Linked DNA regions of Zea mays: region 1 is linked to region 2. A link is a contact called in public Hi-C data. All regions are on one chromosome and are shown on one strand. Each heading gives the region's core, a stretch centred on a gene start, on an enhancer-like site or on the middle of the called end of the contact. The rest is flanking DNA. Distances are from core to core; before and after follow the strand shown. Region 1 holds the start of LOC100193995 (oligomeric Golgi complex component-related protein). Region 2 holds the start of LOC100283314 (VQ motif family protein).

Region 1 (2,726 bases), core at 187-2,686, 410 kb after region 2:
TGACACCTCTCCAACTGCTGACAAGCAATGTCTCATAGTTGCCAGGGTTTCTGCAGCTTTTGGAAGATTGCCACTAGAAAACACATCCTCAACACTCTGGCTCAACTGAGCTAACCCAGCAGCATCCTGCCATTCCATCAAATGAACTCTTAAAAATAATAAACAAGAATTTACCACATTAGTAAAACTATACTCCAGTGGTGTGCCATGGTCTACAACTCCAGATAGACCTTACCTGCAATGTTGTGTATGCGGCTTCCATGCGCTGTTTCACAGTGTCAATACGCGCTAGTGCAGCTATTGATTCTGCGGATGAGCCCTCAGCCTGGATGGAAATATATTATATAACCATGAATACTTTGTTAGTTGTCGCCTTAGCAAAAATGTAGCTGGAACAGAATACAGTATATCAAGATAGAGTGAGCTTGGGCAGAGGGATAGACTGCAAACCCCCGAGAGATTAGTTTGGTGTACAAGAATGGTTCTCTCACGGTCACACAATGACACAACTGAAGGCCAAGATTTTATTTTCCTTGCATATTGTTGTACTGGAATTTTTATCACCTCAGTATGTAAGCATTACTAGAACTCCATGGCTCTTTGCCTTTTTTTTGGCAAGCAAAGAAAAGTTCTATGCAGATTGCCTTCGAATCTGAATGTCTGAATTGCTCCTAATTTTAACTCTTACAATACGCTCAAGTTTGTAAGTACATAAAATGACAATATCCAAATTAGTCCGCATGACATCTAATGCAACTATGTCAGAGTGTAGCTTAGTTTCACAAAACCCGGAGGCCCAAAACATTTCGAGATAAACTTTCAACTGGTAGCAGATTTGGGCAACGAAATCTGAACATAAACTAATCAAACTAAATGACTCACTCGTGAATTTCGTACTACTTGTACGCTAGTACGCTACAATTGTACTCATGTCGTATCCAAGGTGAAACCCAGGCAGATGAAATCAGACTTGACTAGACATGGATGTGAGATCCAGATCCATCTGAAATATACGTGCGAAGAGACTACGCGCGGTAAGCTATTCCAGAGCTCGAAGCAATCCATCTCGGTTTCGCGTAATAAACCCACGGGATTGTTAGTGAGTCCCAGATCCAATAAGGAGAAAGCCACAGGGACGGAGGCGCGTACCAGGGAGAGGGACTGGAGGACGGAGGCGAGGTGGGAGCGTAGGGCGACGGCGTCGTCGCGGAGGCGCAGCGCGTCGCGGCATGCCAACGGGACGCGGCGGAGGGCGTCGCCGCTATCCCTCTCGAGCGCGGCCGCGGCGTCGTCGGCCGCGGAACGCAGGCGCTCCTCGGCGTCGGCGAGGAAGCGATCGAGAGGCTCCGACGGGTGCCGCGCGTCCAGCGCCGCGTTGATCCACCGCTTCGGGTCGAAGCCCTCCGCCCCGAACTCCGACGCGTCCACGACCACCATTTCCGGTGCACGTCGGGAGAAAGCGCGCGGGTTCCCTTCACTGCTTCTCTGTCTCGGCTCCTCGGGTGTCTGCACACTGCACTCTGCAGGGGAGTAGGGACGAAGAGTTTTTTTTTTTTTTTTGTTTGCTATTATAAACCTTATTAGAGCATCTCCAACAACGTGAACTATAAAAATGCCTTATAATTTAAAAATAAGTAAATTTTATAGAATTTAGGGCACCAACAAAACACCCCGCTCCAACAGTAAAGCCCCAAATCTAGATTATAGGGCAGCCCACTACGGTGTAGTATATTTGAGGCACTTGAGAGGGTGCCCTATAGTTTTTTGACAAAATTTGTTGAATTGAGGCACTGTTGGAGTAGTTTTTCCTGTGTAGAGCACTATATTTCAATTTGAGGCATTAGTTTGAGGCATTGTTGGAGATGCTCTTATATAACCGGCTTCGACACAATAATATATATAATTTAGGGCGTGTTTAGTATGACTTCAGAGCAAAACTCTAAAGAGGAGCTGGTAGAGTATGTCAAACACCTTAACTCCAGAGTTGTAAACTCTATGGAGTTTTTGGAGTTGCAGTATAATTTTTTGGAGTACCTCTTTTGCTGCTCCGAAAACTCCAAAAAAACAACGAGATTGGAGTTATTTACCCGCCACTACCACCGGTTATGAGAAACAATTTAAACTCTAGAGCAGAGCTGCTCCATCCAGAGTTTTGGAGTAGAGCTGTTCTAAGATGGAGCAGAGCAATGCCAAACACGCCTTAGTCTTCAATAAAACAACAATCTCCACTGTGATACACCATTATAATAAAATTATGGATCAATTTAAATCTTTTTTATTTTATTTCCCCTTTTTCTGTGACACGAGTAGACTATTTTGTCCTCTCTGTGCATCGTATCTCTGGCATCGGATGCCATTGTAGAGTTCTGATATCTCACCAATTGCTTGCCAGCTGCTTGTAAAAATTGAGACTGTGGCACAAGAAGACCATGAGAAGACTTGTGAAAAATTCATTGCCAGTTGCAAAAACCTGAGACTGTTTACAAAAAATCTGAAACTGGTTGTAAAAACTGAAGACTGGTTTCTTGCCCGATACAATTAAATAGGACTATCGGCAAAATTTATTGTACTGAGCAACAATTAAATAGGACGCTATTGTTACCCCTTGTAACATCTCACACGAATTAAATAGCAACAATTAAATAGCACCATATAAGGTCTCACACGAATAAGCTTTCACAAAAAGTTTTCACAAGAATAAGTTTCCAGCAACGATGCTGCTACGG
Region 2 (3,047 bases), core at 331-2,830:
ACAGCGCCCGATAGGGCGCTATTTTTTCTAGTTTCTTTAATGTAGCCTGCAGTCTGCACGCTGTGCCATTGTGGATAGATCGATCGAGCCTGGTGCATATGCCCCACCATATATATGTTTAATTAACCTTGCACGTTAAAGAGTCCCTTTCCATAATCAAGGGAAAAAACTTAAAAAATGACGGTCAAATTTTCTACTATTGAGCGTGGGTTTAACTCTGACGGATCTAGAATGTCACATGCCAACGGTGTTTTTTTTTTGAAGTGGTCTAAGAGTTGATAGATTTTATATGTATCCACGATGGCTTTGCCAATCTAAAAAATCTGACGATTCAGTCTATCGGGGTTAATATGCACAAATGTATGTTAGGGCTATATATTCTTTTAGTAAATGGATATCAAGCTCACAATAAGCTGGTCTATTAAGGGCTTGTTTGATTAGCTCTCAATCTATATAGATTGAGTGAGTTTAAATATCAAGTAAGTCAAAAATTTTCTTAATTTTTTTCCAATTCTATTTAATCTATGTGTAATAAGAATAACCGAACAAGACATAAATAGATCTGATTTAGAGCTGTGCAGTGCAGCTAATCTTTATCCTAACTAGGTGGACGTGGATCCAAGCACATCCACCAAGCGGGTCAGTATCGCTACGACAGCTGGGCGATCATGGAATTAGAAAGTTCAACGCCACGAGCGCACCCCACAGCGCGCGGCAAGTGTCCATCGACCGGGGTAATAATGTTTATTAGAGGAGCATGAGACCCGTCGACCGGGGTAATGTAAACACGATCTCCGAGGTGGATCCTGAGAGCGACATGTCCATCGGCCGGTCTCCCCAGAAATGGCATGTGCTGAATTCACCGTCGCCGCTCGATTCTTCCAACCGGACGGACACACACCGACGGAATCGCCGGCGTCCGCCTCCATCCTCCGGCAGTGCGTTGCGTTGCGTTGCGTGGCCCTCAATCTCTTCCGTGGCTTCCGCTGAAGCTTCGTTAACTGCAGGTGCAGCACAAGCTTAGTGCTGGGTTGATCGGATCCGCCGCCGGCTGCCCGCCTCCACATGCTGCGGCTGCGCGGGAGAAAAGACCAGCGTCGCGCGCACGCACGCACGCGAACCGGACGGCCGCATGGGTATTGGGTGGGATGCAATGCGACGCCATGCGGCAGCCGAAATCCCCATCCAGAATCAAGACGCATCGACGTGCTGCAGAGCGACGTGACAGCCCGATGGAGCTGCGGGCCCGGCTGGCTGCCAACCCCGAGCCGAGCACCCGGCGACGACGACGACGCCGCGGCGGTCCCGGAAGGCCGCAGCACAGTGGCGCGGGCCCCACGTGCCCGCTGGTGTGTGGGCCGCCAGTCCACCACCTGTCCCGCGCGCGGGGGAGCGGAGCGGATCAGCGACGCTTCTCGGAAGGTGGGGGGAGCAGATGGGCTACGCTAGGCAGGACCGCGACACGTTGGCCAATCTCGGGCGTTGGCTAGAGGAGCACGTCGATCCGACGGATGGCACAGCCTGGTGGACCGCTGGCTGGGTCACTATAAATGGCCAGGCCCCGCGGCCGTGTCCAACTCCTCTTCCGACACACACACTCGTCGACGAACGACGACGACGAGCACGAGCACGAGCAGCGCCTGACGCTCGGCTCCGACCCGCGCGCGTCGATGGCGATGAGTGACACAGGCTCGAGCTTCGCGCAGTGGGCCGCGCTCTACCACCACCACCACCACGACGCCGGGCCGGTCCTGCTGCCCCCCGACGACGACGCCGGCACCACCGCTGCGGCCGCCGCCGTAGCGAGCCCGACGTCGGGCGGGTCCAGCGGAGGAAGCCCCACCAAGGCCGGGGCCCATCTGCTGCACGGGGTAGAGGGGCCGCGGATCGGGAAGCCGGCGGCGCGGCGGCGGTCCCGCGCGTCGCGGCGCGCGCCCGTGACGCTGCTGAACACGGACACGGCCAACTTCCGTGCCATGGTGCAGCAGTTCACGGGCATCCCCGCGCCCCCCGCGGGGGCGTTCGGGGCCCCGGTCATCAACTTCGCCGCCGACTACGGCTTCCCGCCGTCCTCGGCCGCCGTCATGTCCTTCGACCACCAGCTGCACCGGAGCCAGCACCCCGCGCCGCTCCAGGAGCAGCTCCGCAGGCAGCAGCAGCAGCAGCAGTACGCCGGCGCGGCGTCGCCATTCGGCTATAGCAACGGCGGCGGCGGCGGCCTGCTGCAAGACGGCGGCGACGTCTTCGCCCCCGCCGCCTCCCACGGGTTCGCCGCGTCGGCGGAGGAGAGGATGTTCCTGCAGAGCATCCAGGCGGCCCAGATGCCGCACATGCCCGCCGCTAACACTAGCACTAATGGCTTCTTTGCTTGACCAAGGCTCGACGGGCATCCACGCCACGTGCATGGAATGGAAGCTTGGGAAGGGGAAGCGAAGATTAGCAGCAGCCAAAAAAAAAAGGGTAATCAGAGTCAGTTAAGTTTCTCCTGGTTGTGTGTAGTTAGTTTGCTCCTCCGCTTGCTTAATTCGCGCAGCCTTGTTTCTCCGCTGGCTGCAGAGACGATGTAAATATCTTGTGTTTCTGATGATGTGGTAGTCTGTGTCCTAGCAGCAGCTCATCTAGTCACTTTCACGGAGGTTAATTGCCTGCTACTACTCAGCTCCGATCCTCCGAGATTTAAACGTAGCTTTCGTACGTGTGTCGATCCTTCGGTGTGACGATGTCGATCCTTCGGTGGCGGCGAGGCGAACATATCTACGTCTTGATTGCGCTCGGTTGCCCGGGTCCGGAAGCAAAGGCCGTGGCGGCCGCCACACCCATGGATCACATGTTGTTTTCGCGCGCGTTTCCATTCCATCCGCTGCGCCGTCGTGTTCCTGAGCCGCAGGGGCCCGCGGGGACCCGAGGTGCAAGTGCAACGCACCTCGCAGGCGTGACGTGCGGCTGACCCGAGCGAGGTCAAGGTCAGAGATGTCATGCTGAGGGTTTGTTGCGACACCAGTTAACTAGCATAGTTCGATCTGGATTATGGACTGTGAGAGGTCTGA

What was found. A called contact is a pair of places that touch in the nucleus more often than the background predicts.
Region 1: a Hi-C map of leaf shows a contact between it and region 2, with 6 times the contacts expected there. The contact joins the promoter of LOC100193995 here to the promoter of LOC100283314 in region 2. A contact is called at or near these places in 2 of 25 Hi-C or Micro-C datasets (ear and leaf).

What each region holds. Positions count from the first base shown.
Region 1 is chr9:115,472,897-115,475,622 of Zm-B73-REFERENCE-NAM-5.0, forward strand. LOC100193995 (oligomeric Golgi complex component-related protein) reads right to left here and starts at 1,437. Exons shown (of 10, transcript NM_001352022.1): 1 at 1,150-1,437; 2 at 236-325; 3 at 7-126. The coding sequence starts at 1,437.
Region 2 is chr9:115,060,042-115,063,088 of Zm-B73-REFERENCE-NAM-5.0, forward strand. It overlaps LOC100283314 (VQ motif family protein), which reads left to right and starts at 1,581. Exons shown (of 1, transcript NM_001156216.2): 1 at 1,581-2,632. The coding sequence starts at 1,671. The coding sequence ends at 2,372. It overlaps LOC103638876 (glycosyltransferase-like KOBITO 1), which reads left to right. Exons shown (of 7, transcript XM_035962844.1): 7 at 1-178.